5 separate regions of the Mus musculus genome follow, and regions 1, 2, 3 and 4 are each linked to region 5. The links are chromatin contacts, called in public promoter capture Hi-C maps. All regions are on one chromosome and are shown on one strand. The core of a region is the stretch at or near the end of the contact, and the rest is flanking DNA. Distances in the headings are between cores, read along the strand shown.

What was found. Promoter capture Hi-C pulls out the DNA fragments that hold promoters and counts their contacts. Capture Hi-C pulls out chosen DNA fragments and counts their contacts.
Region 1: a contact with region 5 is called in a promoter capture Hi-C map of pre-B cells. The contact joins the promoter of Gripap1 here to the promoter of Wdr13 in region 5. A contact is called at or near these places in 11 of 39 promoter capture datasets (the 3T3-L1 cell line, 3T3-L1-derived adipocytes, the C10 cell line and 7 more), 4 of 115 datasets of contacts at active chromatin or transcription factors (cardiomyocytes, kidney, memory CD8 T cells and 1 more) and 3 of 9 other capture datasets (adipose tissue, embryonic stem cells and liver).
Region 2: a contact with region 5 is called in a promoter capture Hi-C map of adipose tissue, with 2.8 times the contacts expected there. The contact joins the promoter of Gpkow here to the promoter of Wdr13 in region 5. A contact is called at or near these places in 4 of 39 promoter capture datasets (fetal liver, hippocampal neurons and liver), 3 of 115 datasets of contacts at active chromatin or transcription factors (astrocytes, effector CD8 T cells and memory CD8 T cells) and 2 of 9 other capture datasets (adipose tissue and liver).
Region 3: a promoter capture Hi-C map of liver shows a contact between it and region 5. The contact joins the promoter of Prickle3 here to the promoter of Wdr13 in region 5. A contact is called at or near these places in 3 of 39 promoter capture datasets (embryonic stem cells, liver and pre-B cells) and 2 of 9 other capture datasets (adipose tissue and liver).
Region 4: a contact with region 5 is called in a promoter capture Hi-C map of liver. The contact joins the promoter of Otud5 here to the promoter of Wdr13 in region 5. A contact is called at or near these places in 23 of 39 promoter capture datasets (the 3T3-L1 cell line, 3T3-L1-derived adipocytes, the C10 cell line and 13 more), 2 of 484 Hi-C or Micro-C datasets (embryonic stem cells and erythroblasts), 9 of 115 datasets of contacts at active chromatin or transcription factors (the SCID.adh cell line, astrocytes, bone marrow-derived dendritic cells and 5 more) and 5 of 9 other capture datasets (adipose tissue, embryonic stem cells, liver and 2 more).

What each region holds. Positions count from the first base shown.
Region 1 is chrX:7,788,641-7,791,340 of GRCm38.p6, reverse strand. Gripap1 (GRIP1 associated protein 1) reads right to left here and starts at 1,348. Exons shown (of 26, transcript NM_001290455.1): 1 at 1,273-1,348. The coding sequence starts at 1,314. Gm39487 (a long non-coding RNA gene) reads left to right here and starts at 1,401. Exons shown (of 3, transcript XR_003953042.1): 1 at 1,401-1,475.
Region 2 is chrX:7,695,860-7,698,559 of GRCm38.p6, reverse strand. It overlaps Gpkow (G patch domain and KOW motifs), which reads right to left and starts at 1,426. Exons shown (of 11, transcript NM_173747.3): 1 at 1,165-1,426; 2 at 1-67. The coding sequence starts at 1,334.
Region 3 is chrX:7,656,043-7,658,742 of GRCm38.p6, reverse strand. Prickle3 (prickle planar cell polarity protein 3) reads right to left here and starts at 1,364. Exons shown (of 9, transcript NM_001290624.1): 1 at 1,243-1,364; 2 at 37-122. The coding sequence starts at 1,284.
Region 4 is chrX:7,840,420-7,843,119 of GRCm38.p6, reverse strand. Otud5 (OTU domain containing 5) reads right to left here and starts at 1,289. Exons shown (of 9, transcript NM_138604.3): 1 at 410-1,289. The coding sequence starts at 1,003.
Region 5 is chrX:8,131,522-8,134,221 of GRCm38.p6, reverse strand. It overlaps Wdr13 (WD repeat domain 13), which reads left to right and starts at 1,364. Exons shown (of 9, transcript NM_026137.5): 1 at 1,364-1,935; 2 at 2,597-2,700. The coding sequence starts at 1,895.

The DNA of each region.
Region 1 (2,700 bases), core at 99-2,598, 340 kb after region 5:
CTACTATAGGATCTTTCTTATTCTGTTCTCTTCAGGACCCCAATAGCATTTCTCCTAATCTTTGGCCAACTGGAATACCTTTCTATTCACCTTGAAGTCCCTCTCCAAAGCCCAATAGTATCTCCTTACACATGGCTCAAATAGGATAAACGTTCCTTGCTCAAGTATCTATCTATCCACTTTTTACAAGATGTCTTCAATGGGGGTGACATTATGTCTGTCCTTCAGGATCTCTCAAATGCCCTTGGGCGGGCCAGTTGAACTAGTTTTATTCAGAATCTTCTGCAATTTCCAGTGGTCCTCCCCATTTATGGTCCAATGAGCTCACTCTTACATCTTCAGTGTCCCTCAAGCAGACTAACTAGCTCCCAGGCCAATCGAATATTTCTGCTCCCTCAAGTGTTCTGCCCCCAACCTATAGGACTCTAAGGTTTCCCCATTTCAGTCTTTCCCACTAAGGCTCCCTCACTAAGTGTCCATTCATTATGCAGTGCTTCTATTCCCTCTCGAGATGCCTGGAAAAGGATCAACAAGTCAGAGGACCAGGTCAGACTACTCCCCCAAACCCAGTGATGTCCCCTTCCCTGAACTCCCAAAGTATCAGTTTATAAATATCCTCCGGCCCTTCCTCTAATCTGAGTTAATGGTATTACCTACTCAGAATGCTCATCACCCTGGGTCTAAAGGAATCATCCCAATCCATGCAATTATGCCAACCCCTCCTCTTAGGATCTTCTAGCATCAATGGCACAACAACTCTAGGGAAGAGATCCACGGTCTTTCCCTACTCCCCTGGCTTAGTAGTATTGGTATCTCCCACAAACTTTCCACCTCCCAGTAGTTCATGGTCTTGTCCTGTCAAATAACCAGAGGCTTCCCCCCTCCCCATGACGCAAATGCCTGCTTCTTTTCTCTCCCGACCAAATAATTTCTCCTCAGAATCTCCATCCTTTAAAGTCTAACATCATCACCATTTAATGGTATGCCCTACACATGGACCCAAAGATCCCATCCCGATTCCGGACTGAGAAAGGTATCGCCTAAAGACGTTCTACATTCCTTTTGAAAAGCTAAAAGAATCCAACCTTCAGAACCCACATAGAATCTTCGAAATCACTAAGATCGCCACTCAGAGCCTCGGTTTCCCTTCTCCAGACCACCCCCTTATACTTAAGACCCATTCCAACCAAATCTTCAGAACCGATGGCTGGTCTTGTCTCTACCCCGCCCCCAGTCTACTAGACGGGTGGTCTTCCCCACATCCAGCGGCACCTGCATCCGTTGAAACTCCTCTTCAGACAGAGCTTGCGCCATGTTCCTCCCCCCATCCCCCGCAAGCTTTGTGCGCAGCCGCAGCTTCTGCGGCCTGTCAGTGCTAAGGTCGGAGCGAACCACTGACCAGTAATTGGAGGGGAAGAAACCTAATTCAAATGTTCAGCATTTTAGAGATGGAAAGAAGAGAATGATGCTCAAAGGTCAGACAAATTTTACTTTGATTTTTACAGAATTGTAAATTGTCTGTTATGGCTTTTGAGCATTTATAGATTACTCATTGCTATGCGACATTATGGTATCCCTGTATCTTGGGTGGACTCGTCGGGAGGGAAGTAATCCTCTGACGGAAAATTACCCTTCCGCGACGCTCCTTTAAAGAGAAAGTGACTTAATAATCAAGGAAGTGAAAGCGGAAGCTTCCTCGGGTCTTGTTCCGGCCCTCCTACGGGTGACCCCAAAGGGGAATCCCGCCTCACGTAAAGTCCTTGACCACCCACCCCTCATTTTTTTTTAAAAAAAGGTCTGACAATGATTTTTATTAACACAGTGCTTTATCTCATATTAGGGAAAAGATCTAGTCATTGAGAAAGCTAAAAATTCACGAGGAGAACAGTAGCGAATAAAACAAAACCAGAAAAGTCCATTAAAAATAAAAACAAAAGCTAGCTCCATGGAAAAGAGTCCGGTAGCACACTCAAGGTTCTGGCTGTGCTCCCCAACGCCGAAACAAAACATCAGAAACAAGGATTTAAAAGCGCTCTAACCATCGCCGACCTGAAAGCAAGTGTTGCTCAGTGTATTCTCATAGAAATGAAATGATTTCCCTGCTATGGGAAATATATTCAAGCAGGGCCTTTGTAAATTGAAAGATTTTATTGATATAGGCTCTCTCTCAATATAAATGCAGTCATTTAAAACGATACCATTCTTAGACTTTTCAGACACCTATGTCGTCACAATCCAGGGAGAACACTTCCATCACTCCTTAAAGGTTCTTTCAATCCATCCTCTTTCTACAGCCAGAACAACATTGTTTCTTTTGGTGCTATAGTACATTTGTCTATTGTAGAATGTGATTCAATGTATTCCTTTTGTATTTCCATTTATTTTTCGCTTTTGGCTGTTGCAATTCATCCAAGTTGTGTTATCAGATTTTTTTCTTTTGTTAGTGAATAGATTTTTTTTTTTGAGGCAGGGTTTCTCTGTATAGTCCTGGCTGTCCTAGAACTGGAAAGTTGGAGTTTATTAAGAAACAGTTCTTTTTTTTTTTTTTTTCTTCTCCAAGACAGGGTTTCTCTGTGTAGCCCAGATGTCCTGGAACTCACTCTGTAGAACAGGCTGGCCTCACCACTGCCCAGCTAAGAAACAGTTTTTATTTGGGTATGGTGGCACACACCTTTAGTGGTCCAGCCAGAGCTCTGTGAA
Region 2 (2,700 bases), core at 177-2,676, 440 kb after region 5:
TTGCCTGCGAGAGCCATTCTGGATCAACGGGATAACCAGCTCCTTGGGGGCTTCTGGAGGGTTCACACTTATGTCGGGAGAGAAAAAAGGTTGGGAAAGTAGACATGTCACAAAGCAGAAATATCAGGCCGGCAGTGGTGACGCATGACTTTAATTCCAGCAGCACTCAGGAGGCAGAAGCAGGAGGATCTCTGAGTTCAAGGCCTGCCCGATCTACAGGGTGAGTTCCAGGACAGCCAGGATGCAGAGGAACCCTGTCTTGACGCCCCCTCCAAAGAAAGAAAGTATAAATATCAAGATAGAAAGGAGGTTAGGAAACAAAGAAAATCAATTTCAATGGCCAGAAAGAAAGAAAGAAAGATCAATGCCCAGTCCTATGGACCATGTTCACAGGTTACTATTCACAGGTCCACTCGTTTTTTTTTTTTTTTTTTTTTTTTTGAGACATCTCACGATTTAGCTCAGGCTGGTCTTATAAACTCTCAGTCAGCCTGGTGCAATCCCCTAGTGCTGGAATTACAACCATGGATCTCTTTAAGTATGTCTTGTGGGAATCAGCCTTAGGCCTTCAACCACAATGGCCTAAAAATCACCATCTTTAGTCCAGATTCTTCCCGGTTCCGGGCCGGCAAGCTGCCTTTTACAAGTCCCCCACTTAGGCCTTTCGGACCTTTGTTTCTTACTTAATTATACTGCTGATGGCCTCCCCAGACTTGAATTTGCCTAGTTCTCCAAATCGGAGAAGCTCCCACAATTTCAGCTGAGACAGGAAGAATCCTGTCATTTTTCCCTCCTTTCCCTTTCTCAAAAGGCACACATACTCAAGTCCCAACGACATTTTTTCTGAGGAATCTATACCTCTGGTTCTCAGGCCCCATTTCACCCACCTAACAAACCTCCCTCTTCTTGCCCTTACATTCTTATGTTCTTCCTGTTTGTTTTTTAGTTGCCCAGGCTAGCGTTCAATTCCTGATCCTCCTGCGCCAGCCTCCCAGGTCCTGACTTATAGGCGTTTGCCGCCACTCCTGGTTACCTCCATAAATTTCCCGAGGCAGTGTTTCAGGCTTTCCAGGCCACTGTCACCAGGACAAACAACTCTTACTCTGCCCTCCTGCTTAAGCCCATTTCACAGATTTCCAAAACGCGAAAGACCCGGCGTTTCACCTCTGCAGCTTCCTCCCTTCCACGGTCGCCAAGAAATCTTTCTCCTCTGGGGCCTGTCTTTCGCTATCTCCGAGGTCTGCCAGTCGCCTCCGGACAGACGTGCGAGTGAACCCGAAAGAAATTGGAGCCATTGACGGGGCAGACGGCGGCGGACTCTCACGGCCCGCCATCTTCGCTCGAGTCACAGGCGAGCGCTCCGCTTGCTGGGAAGTTTAGCTCGAGCCGTGAGGGGCTGGCCGGGAAACGTAAGAATCAATCCCAGCATGCAACGCCTCAAAGACAAGTGCCTTGTAGCCGTGGGAAACAGGAATCAGGGCGCAGAAACTCTTTGAAACGTCATAGGAACGTGCCATACGGCATCCTGGGAAATGTAGTTCTCAGTGGTATAGCCGCTGTGGAAGATTGATTAGGTTATTCCTCGGTATTCAACCGCTATGAATTCAGTTCTAGAGTATCCTATACCCTTTCCCGACATCCTCAGGCACCATGCACGCATGTGATGCACGAACATAAATTCAGGCAAAATGTTTATATACACAAAACAAAATAAATAAAACTCATAATGTGCTTCCACAATGTGAACCTTACTGATAGAGGCTGGAGGCTTCCAGGGCTAGGTCTACTTTAGCAGATGAAAGCAGTAAACCATGGAGACAACAATTACATCAGGCAAATAAAAGTTACATTTACTGCCGGGCAGTGGTGGCGCACACCTTTAATCCCAGCACTTGGGAGGCAGAGGCAGGCGTTCAGGACAGCCAGGGGTACACAGAGAGACCTTGTCTCGAACCCCCCCCCCCAAAAAAAAAAGTTTCATTTACACAAGATGACTTAATGGGTAATAGTGTCTGCTACAAAAGCTGAAGACCTGAGTTCTTGAAGATCCTACATAGTAAAAAGATAGAGTTAGCCACTAGTTGCCTCTGACGGCACCACAAGTGCCATGCTATGCATGAACACATATACATGTAAACATGAACAAATGAATAAAATATGAAAACAAATTTTATCTAATTATATGTAAAGTGAATAACTGTGCAGTGGCTGGTTTTGTGTGTCAACTTGAGACAAGCTGGAGTAGTCAGAGAGGAAGGAGTCTCAGTTGAGGAAATGCTTTTTTTTAAAAAAAGATTTATTTATCTATTATTATCTGTAGCTGTTTTCAGACACTCCAGAAGAGGGAGTCAGATTTCATTATAGATGGTTGTGAGCCACCATGTGGTTCCTGGGATTTGAACTCAGGACCCATTTGGAAGAGTAGTCAATGCTTTTAACCACTGAACCATCTTGCCAGCCCCGAGGAAATGCTTCTATAAAATCCAGCTATAGGGCATTTTCTCAATTAGTGATTAATAGAGGAGGGCCTAGCCCATTTGGGTGGTGTTATCCCTGGGCTGGTGGTCCTGGGTGCTGTAACAAAGCAGGTTGAGCATGCCACAGGGAGCAAGCCAGTAAGCAGTACCCATCCAGGTTCCTGCCGTGTTTGAGTTCTTGTCCTTCAATGATGAACAGTGATGTGAAAGTGTAAGCCAAATA
Region 3 (2,700 bases), core at 115-2,614, 480 kb after region 5:
TGGGGCGGATCTCTGACAAAGGCTAGGGTCACTTACCTCCAGCCATGCAGCAGGAAGCCTGGGCACTGTTCCCTGCAGGAATTGCAAGGCTGGCCGCGGGCAGGGTCCTCTGCCTCTGGAGGCTGTGGTGGGTGGGAGCAGATGCAAGAAGAAATAAGGTGTGGGAGGAGGGAGGAAGAAGTCAACGCCTGCTACTCCACTCCCAGGCTCACAACCGCAGGCTGGGGCCTGTCTTACTGGGGGCAGCGCTGGGCAGGCTGAGACCGCGCCTGGAGCGCGGGGGAGGAGGAAGCATTCAAATCAGAGGCAGGGCAGCTGAGACTACTTTCCTGTATTCCCTTTCCAGGGAATTCTTCTGTCTGGGCTGGTCTGTCCCTCTTTAGTTCTCAGACAGGTCTGTCAGAGAGAGAGTCCTCTACCTACTAGAGCAGAGACCCTAGTCTGGGCATTCCCTCCCAAGTCTCCCTTCAATATCCAGGGCTCCAGCAGCACTCCAGTCCCACAGGGCAGGCGTCTGAGAACCTCTCCTTTCCCTGGGATCCCTCATGGACTCTGGGCAATGCCATTCCCTCAGAAGTTCTCCCGCCCCTCCCCCAAACCCTGGCTCCATCTCTCCTACCTGAGGACCGCAGGCCATCCCTGCTCCATTCAGAAAGCCCTAGCCCAAGAAATCTTTCTCTTTACCCGTCATAGTTTAGGACTACTCTCTTTTTTGGTCCAGATTCCACCTTTCTTGGTTAAAGATCTTTCAAAACAAGAGAGACACCATCCTATCTAGGAGGTCAGCTTCCAGACTCCGATGGAAACCTGAAATTCTTCTGATCCTAAATCTTAGTTCATTGACTCTTGGTACCCAGGGATGAAGGACCCCCACTTTCACTCTACAGTCCTTCAATGTATGAGGTCCCTTAATCAGACACTCAGGATACCCCACTCTTGCTCAACCTCAAATCTCAAGCCCCTATTCTTTTCACCTTTCAGATTAATTCACAGATAAGGGGGGCATCCCCAGATTGCAACAGTGATAAAAGTATGAGGCGTGTTAGGGGCTTGAGCCACCATATCTACACGTTTTTGCATCCAGGATTCTACTTCAGTCTCTGTGCCCCAGTCTGGGAAAGCTGGGGAAGGGAGTTCCCAGATCCTCCCTTAGGGTGCCTCCCCTCTGTCCCGGTGCCCTGCCCCCCTCGCCTGGATCTTAGTTTACCCCTGACCCCCACCACTGTCCTGAGCCCTGCTCACCGCACGCCCAGAGCGGCGCCTCCGGGACCCACGCGCGAACATGGCGCGCCCAGACAGATTCAAGCACGGCTGGTTCCGACGAATGGAGTCGGCTGCCACGGCGCGTCGGGCCTGGCAGCTCTGTTCCGTAAACTTGACTTAGTGGGAGGAGCACGCTTTCTAGGGCCCGCCCCACGGCCTGTGTAGTGTCTCAGTCACCCTGGTGTCCCCTATCTAAAGGTGAGTGCCTTGCTGGAAAGCCCATTATTGGCGTTCATCCCAGGGCTAGAGCCGGAGCAGACTGTCAGAAGGCTGAGCCTTCAGTATCCCTCGGTGCCGCATGGCCTTTAGTGTTGGAAAGCCGGAAGCAAACGGTTTGGATGTGGAGACATGGTGAGAGTGTTACACTAGAGTGCTTGTTTCTAAGAATAGGGTCTTGAAAGCTTTGGGGGACAGGGGTCAAAGCCACCTCTTGGTCCCTTCCCAGGTTCTCTTTTCCCGGGGTGAGCGTTACAAGGACCATCCCAACTTCATCTTCAGTGGTAGCTGGTGTTCTGTGGCGCTCAGCATCCTGCTAGATCTGTTCCATTTTGGTACCAGCATAGTGGGGTATTCCTGTGACAACCTGACCATGTTTGGGGGAGGACTGTGGAAGGACTTTGGAACTTTGAGCTAGAAGATCCATTCGGTGTTAAAAGCTCTGTGGGATGTTGTGTAGGAGGCTGGAAGATAATGTTGAGAACAGTGCAGAAGATGGAGGTCTGGCTTGTGAAATTCCAGAGAAGATTAAAGACTCTTTTCAGGGCCATTGCTGTTTTGATTGTGAAGATTCTGTGGTTTTAGTTAGTTGGGGCTGAAGAATCAGCTGTGATTAACAAGATACCAGAACTATTAAAGGGAAAACTTTGAAGCCGGGAGTGGTGGCACACGCCTTTAATCCCAGCACTTGGGAGGCAGAGGCAGGTGGATCTCTGAGTTCGAGGCCAGCCTGCTCTACAAAGTGAGGTCCAGGACAGCCAGGGCTATACAGAGAAACCCTGTCTCGAAAAAAACAAAACAAAAACAAAACAAAGAGAAAACTTTGCATTACTGGGACTACTGATGCTGGTTAGCTGGAGCTAAGAAATTAGCCGTGATTAAGAAGAGACCAGCATCACTGAGGTGAAATCTTCTGGGAAGTGTTTTCTGAGAGCACAAAGAGGCTGTGTTCCAGAGATAGCCAAGGTTGTACCTTGTGCTGTGGCTGGACTTGGTAATGTGTAAGAGTCACCCAGGTGGCACTGGTTTTGTAGGCATGAAGGGGTCACGCAGAGCAGCTGAGGCTCGGCACTGAGAGAGGCCATGGGGCCAGTGGTGAAGGTGCAGCCTCAGTTGCAACTGATGGCCCAGGACAGAAGGGGTCATGCAAAGGAGTTGAGGCTTGGCACCATGAAGAGAGCCTATGAGAGGCTGTTGGTGAAGCCTAGTTACAGCAGAAGA
Region 4 (2,700 bases), core at 40-2,539, 290 kb after region 5:
TATGCTTAGACTATTTCTCTGAGGACACCACCTTAATTCGAGTTCTTTGCGGGAGGGAATCTCACACTTGTCCTAAAGGAAAAAGTTACTGAACCAAAGTCCCTTAGAGAGGCCTGAGAGCTTCCTCTAAGGAAGGGCTCCATCGTATCTGCGACTCCTGGGGAATTCCCAATGCCAGTCACTTAGAGAAGATCTCAGGACTGCAAAAGAGTACTTTAACTTACTTAACTTAGAGCCCCTATCAAGTCCTCGGGGGAAGCCATGCCTCCACCACCAGGAAAGAATGTCAAGCCCAGCATCAAGACCTGGGTTTCTTGGACCAATCTCAAACATTTTCTTGCGCTCCTTCTCAGCCTGGTAGACTCACTCGCTGTTTCTGCCCAACAGCCCCTCACCTTCCAGCCCTTACCTGTTCTACAGTGGCGGGATCCATGGCCTCGATTCGCGCTGCGGCAGCTTCATACTCGTCTTCACTGTTGTAGCCCGCTCCGACCTCTTCACGTTCCGGACTGGCCCCGCCAACTGCGCCAACGCCGGGAGCTTGACGCCGCCGCTTGCTGTGCCCGGGCCCCGAGCAGCAGCCGCCCACGCCCACGGTACCACCCACGCCCACCACCACCCCTGCCGCGCCCACCCCCGCAGTTGTCGCACCAAGAGCGTCACCAGGACCGCCGCCGGGGCCACCGGGGCCCCCACAAGGAGGTGGAGAAGCCTGCTGTGGCCGAGGGCCCGCGACTGCGCCAGGCGGCACGGCCAGTGCCCAACGATGAAGAGCACCAGGCGGCCCCGGGAGCGGGCCCTGAGGTGGCGGCGAAGCCCGGGGACGGGCCCCCACGACGCCGGAGTCACGGTCGCGCTCTCCTCCGCCCACACCCGTGCCGCCGCCACCCACGCCTACACCCGCACCGCGCCGAGGCGCCGGGGGCAGCGGCCCGGGCGGCGGCGGTTCGTTGGCCGGGTCGGCGTCGGGAGGTGGCGGCTTCTTTTTGGGGAGAATAGTCATGGCGGCACCGCCAAGTACCCCACAGCAAAGCAAACGCGGAGAACGCCGGGAGAGAACCCGGATGAGGGGGCTACGGTCGTGCGCGAGGCACGACGGGAACAGCAAGGCCTGGATAAAGAGATCAGGACACCGGTTCGAGGACCGCAGACGGGACGCGGGTCACGCCCAGGAGGAGATCCCGGATGTGAAGTCCAGTGGGACGGTACGGAGACGGATTGGTCGCAGCCTTGTCTCCCTCCAAGGCCGGCCGAGCTCTCTGCTACCTGGTTCCGGGATTCGGCTTCAGAGGAAACACAACCAAAACAAGCACCGCTTCGCCCCGCCCCTCCGCAGGTTCCTCAACTACCGGGTGGGGCTTCCTGGTTGTGCGCATGCACAACAGGACGCAGCCCCGCCCCCTGCACGGAAGTACGTGGGCAAAAGGCTCGCCCGCCGGGACGACTGCAGACACCAGCCAATTGAAGAGGCGCGTAAAGCCTTGACGACACCCACTGGCCAATCCGGGTTGAGCGCTCGTTCTCAAGTCCTCCGCCTCGAATTTCAAAGTCGGCAGCCTTCTTCCCAGCTTCTCCTTTCGGCTCCCAGTCTATGCTTTACTTTCCCCGAGGTTTGAGCTCAGAGGCGTCGGCACTGTGCATAAACAGAGCGGTCTGTCTTACTATATACAGTAAGACTCGGCTCTCCAAGGATTCCATCTGGAACTCAGTTACACTCACTGGAAAACATCAACATTCCCAGAGCACAGCGTCCCCTCTGGCGTCACTTCCTGTTCCTCCCATCCGCCAACCCAAGAGGGTGGGTCCTACTTCACCCTGGCAACAGTCGTAATCTTGCGGTGATTAGTTCCACGAAGCTGTCCATCACTTCAGATGGGCCAACCGATAGACAGACGTGCACCGTACTGATAGTGTTTGGCGGAAAAACACGCCTTCTCTGTCACCTCCGCCCTCTTACCCTCACGTTCACCTCTAGCGTCTGTCTATTGCGCAGGCTCGGTACAGGCTTTTCACCCCCCCTACCACCAAAACAAAACAAAACAAAAGTTTACTCAGGAAAAGAGAATATTTACGAAACAAGACTGTCAGCAGCTAGTGTCACCCAGTGGTGTTGGCAAACTCCTTGATATTGAGCAGCTAAAACGCTAATACTATCTTGGCCCTTAATGTCTGAGTGTTTGGAACAAGTCAGTTCACACCCAATCTAGTCTCTATTTCTACTTCTCTATAGATTAGCGATAACTTTTCTTTCTTTCTTTTTTTTTTTTATTTAGTTTTTTCGAGAAAAGGTTTCTCTGTGTAGCCCTGGCTGTCCTGGAACTCACTCTGTAGACCAGGCTGGCTTCAACTCAGAGAGATCCTCTTGCCTCTGTCTCCTGAGTGCTGGGATTAAACCACCACCCAGCAGCAATAATTTCTATGTGGTAGAAATGAAAGCCAATAAATGGCCGGGTTCTGTGCATTGTACACAGTAAGTGCTATATAAGTTAGAACCTGTGGTAGTGCAGAAAAATCCTGGACGTTGATTCCTTATAAGGAAAACATCAGTTCTAGGCACACGTGGATCATTATGAACTATTGACTTTGTACAAATCATTGTCTCTTTTGAGATTACATAACAAAAGTGCAATATCAAAACTAGTATTATCATGGCTCTGGAGGCTCAGGCAGTAGGAGCAAGAGCTTAAAGCCAGGGGCTTG
Region 5 (2,700 bases), core at 115-2,614:
AATTAGATTAATGCATGCAAGCTACTTAAACAGTGTCCAGCACTCTATCCGATGAATACTTAGGGTCTTGTTAAGGCTACATGTTTGTGCCAAGAAATAATTTATTCTTTTTAAGCTATATTGCAGGGGATATTTTAAAACACTGATAGGGTGACAGAGGAGATACCAATAGGATTCACTTACCTATTTTTTATTCCTCACTTCAGGCAACCTAAAAAGACATTATTTAGTTGATGGTTAGTTTTTTGTCAGCTTGACACAAGTTATGGTCACTTGGAAAGAAGGACCCTTAACTGAGTCTCTATCAGACTGTCCTATGGGGATACCTGCAGGGGCATTTTCTTGCCTAATAACTGTTGTGGGCAGGTGAGTCTGGGTTGAAGAAGCAGGCTACAGCAAGCCTTGAGAAGCAAGCCGATAAGCAGTGTTCCTCCATGATCTCTGCTTCAGTTCCTGGCTTGATTTTCAGCCCTGAGCTATCTCCATCCTGCTTGCTTGCTTTTTTTTCTTTTCTTTTTTTGACACAGGGTTTCTCTGTATAGCCCTGGCTGTCCTGGAACTCACTTTGTAGACCAGGCTGGCCTTGAACTCAGAAATCCGCCTGCCTCTGCCTCCCAAGTGCTGGGATTAAAGGCGTGCGCCACCACGCCCGGCGCTTGCTTGCTATTTAAAGTATGTAGTCCAGGATGTAGTCCTGGATTTGACTACATAGGCCAGACTGCATTCGAACTCATGATCCTCCTGCCACTCTATCCCCTACATCACCCTCTTCTAGGATTACCATTATGCTAGACTAAACATCTTGAATTTCAACCTTGGAATTTCTGTTTTTGACACTGAGAGGAATACTCAAGATACAAATTCTAGCTTAAGGTGAATATAACAGACGATTGGGATACTTTCCTTTCCTTAGGTCACAGCCCCAAAGCTTGTTTTCCTAATTGCATATTTTTATTAAGATACTCAAGTTTCCTAGGGGTAACCATTCAAGTCCAGTTAGTCCCAGTGAAGATACACATGGATTCTTCCCATCGCATAGGTGTTTAGAGATTCATCACTGCGCTAGGAACTAGAGAATGTTCCAGGAGTCAGTCTCTGCATATATTTTATTTGCCTGGCCAAATGTGTGCTGCTAAGAAGCAGCCTAAACCACTTTCATGAGAAAGTCTTATTTCTGATTTTTAGCTAGTGGTTGGCACACGCATTCTTGTCCTTCTGATCACAGTACATTATCCCTGTGTATACAAAAGGTGTCAAGAGGGAAATGAATAGAACTCAAGGGGTGGAGCCTCGGTCCTTGTATGGGAAACTACAGTCCTTTAATGCGCCTGCGAGGCTCCCACGCCCCGGGAAAGGTTCCTATCGATTTGCTCTGTGCTCCGCAGCTCTTTCTCGTTGCAGGCAGCCATCTTGCCTGGAGCTTGAGACAGGGAGAAGAGAGAGAAGGAACCGGTGACACTGGGCTCAGGGTCGCCGGGGGGGGGGGGCGCCTCAAGAGCTAGGGGTAGCCCCGGAGGTGGTCCTGGATCCTGAGCTATGCTCTAGGACTAGAAAAGGGAAGGCGGAGGGCAGAAGGCTTGATGGGTGGGGAATGTCAAACAAGACTTGCTATGGGGGGGAGGGGCGTTGCTACGGCAACTGGAGAGGGCGGGGTCATGTCTGAACTGCTGCTGTGAGTCACCGGAGTGCTGCCCAGGAAAGGCAGGGCTGGGGTGATGACCACGCTAACGACCCAGTGGGATTTCGCGACATCACCTGTGTGGAGGGACTTCGTGTCTATGGCAACTGTCACCTGGTGGGCGGAACTAGATTTTCTCTGCCTGGGACGCTGACATTCCAAGCCCTTGCCCTGCAGGCTCCCGCAGGCAGACAAACCAAAGAAGGAAGCCAGGGAATGGCCGCGGTGTGGCAGCAAGTATTAGCAGTGGACGCGAGGTGAGGCGTGGGGTTGGAGCCCATGGGAGAGGAACTTACTGTGGTGCATGAGCAATGGCGATAAGTGCAGCTGGGCGGAGAAGTTGGCTGGTGCGGCTGCGTGAGCATGCGCAGTAGCTTGGTGTGGGATAGTCCTGCGGTTAAGTGGCCTGGGCTGGAGCCGGTTCTAAAGAGCATGCTGGGAAAATGCGGTTTGAAATGGACATGCGCAGACTGTCTTTGAGTGGGTAGTGGAAGTCAGGCTGGTGACTTCCTATCTAGTCCCTCATTGCTTATCCTCTTCCCCAACTTTTCTCGATATCACTACCCTACTATTATTACAATTGCTACCCCATACTAACCTCTACCGTTATCTGACCCTAACCTCCATTGTTGTACATTACCAATCTGACGTATGTCATCATGCTAGACTGATATTACAGCTGGCCCAGACTGACCCCAACAGAGCTGCAAATTGACTATATTGTCGCTAGAGTGATCTTTTCATCATAACCACTAATTATTGCATAATTGCCCCCCATCACAATCCCAAGAGAAATCCCCCTTTGCTGCTCTTGTTCACTCTTACCATCCCAGTCACTGCCAAACCTTGTACCACCTCGAGCTGATTTATTCCCTCTGTCCTGTGCCTGCTGCCTGCCCTGCCTCCTGGACCCCACAGGTACAACGCCTACCGTACACCAACGTTTCCACAGTTTCGGACCCAGTATATCCGCCGGCGCAGCCAGCTGCTTCGGGAGAATGCCAAAGCTGGTCACCCCCCAG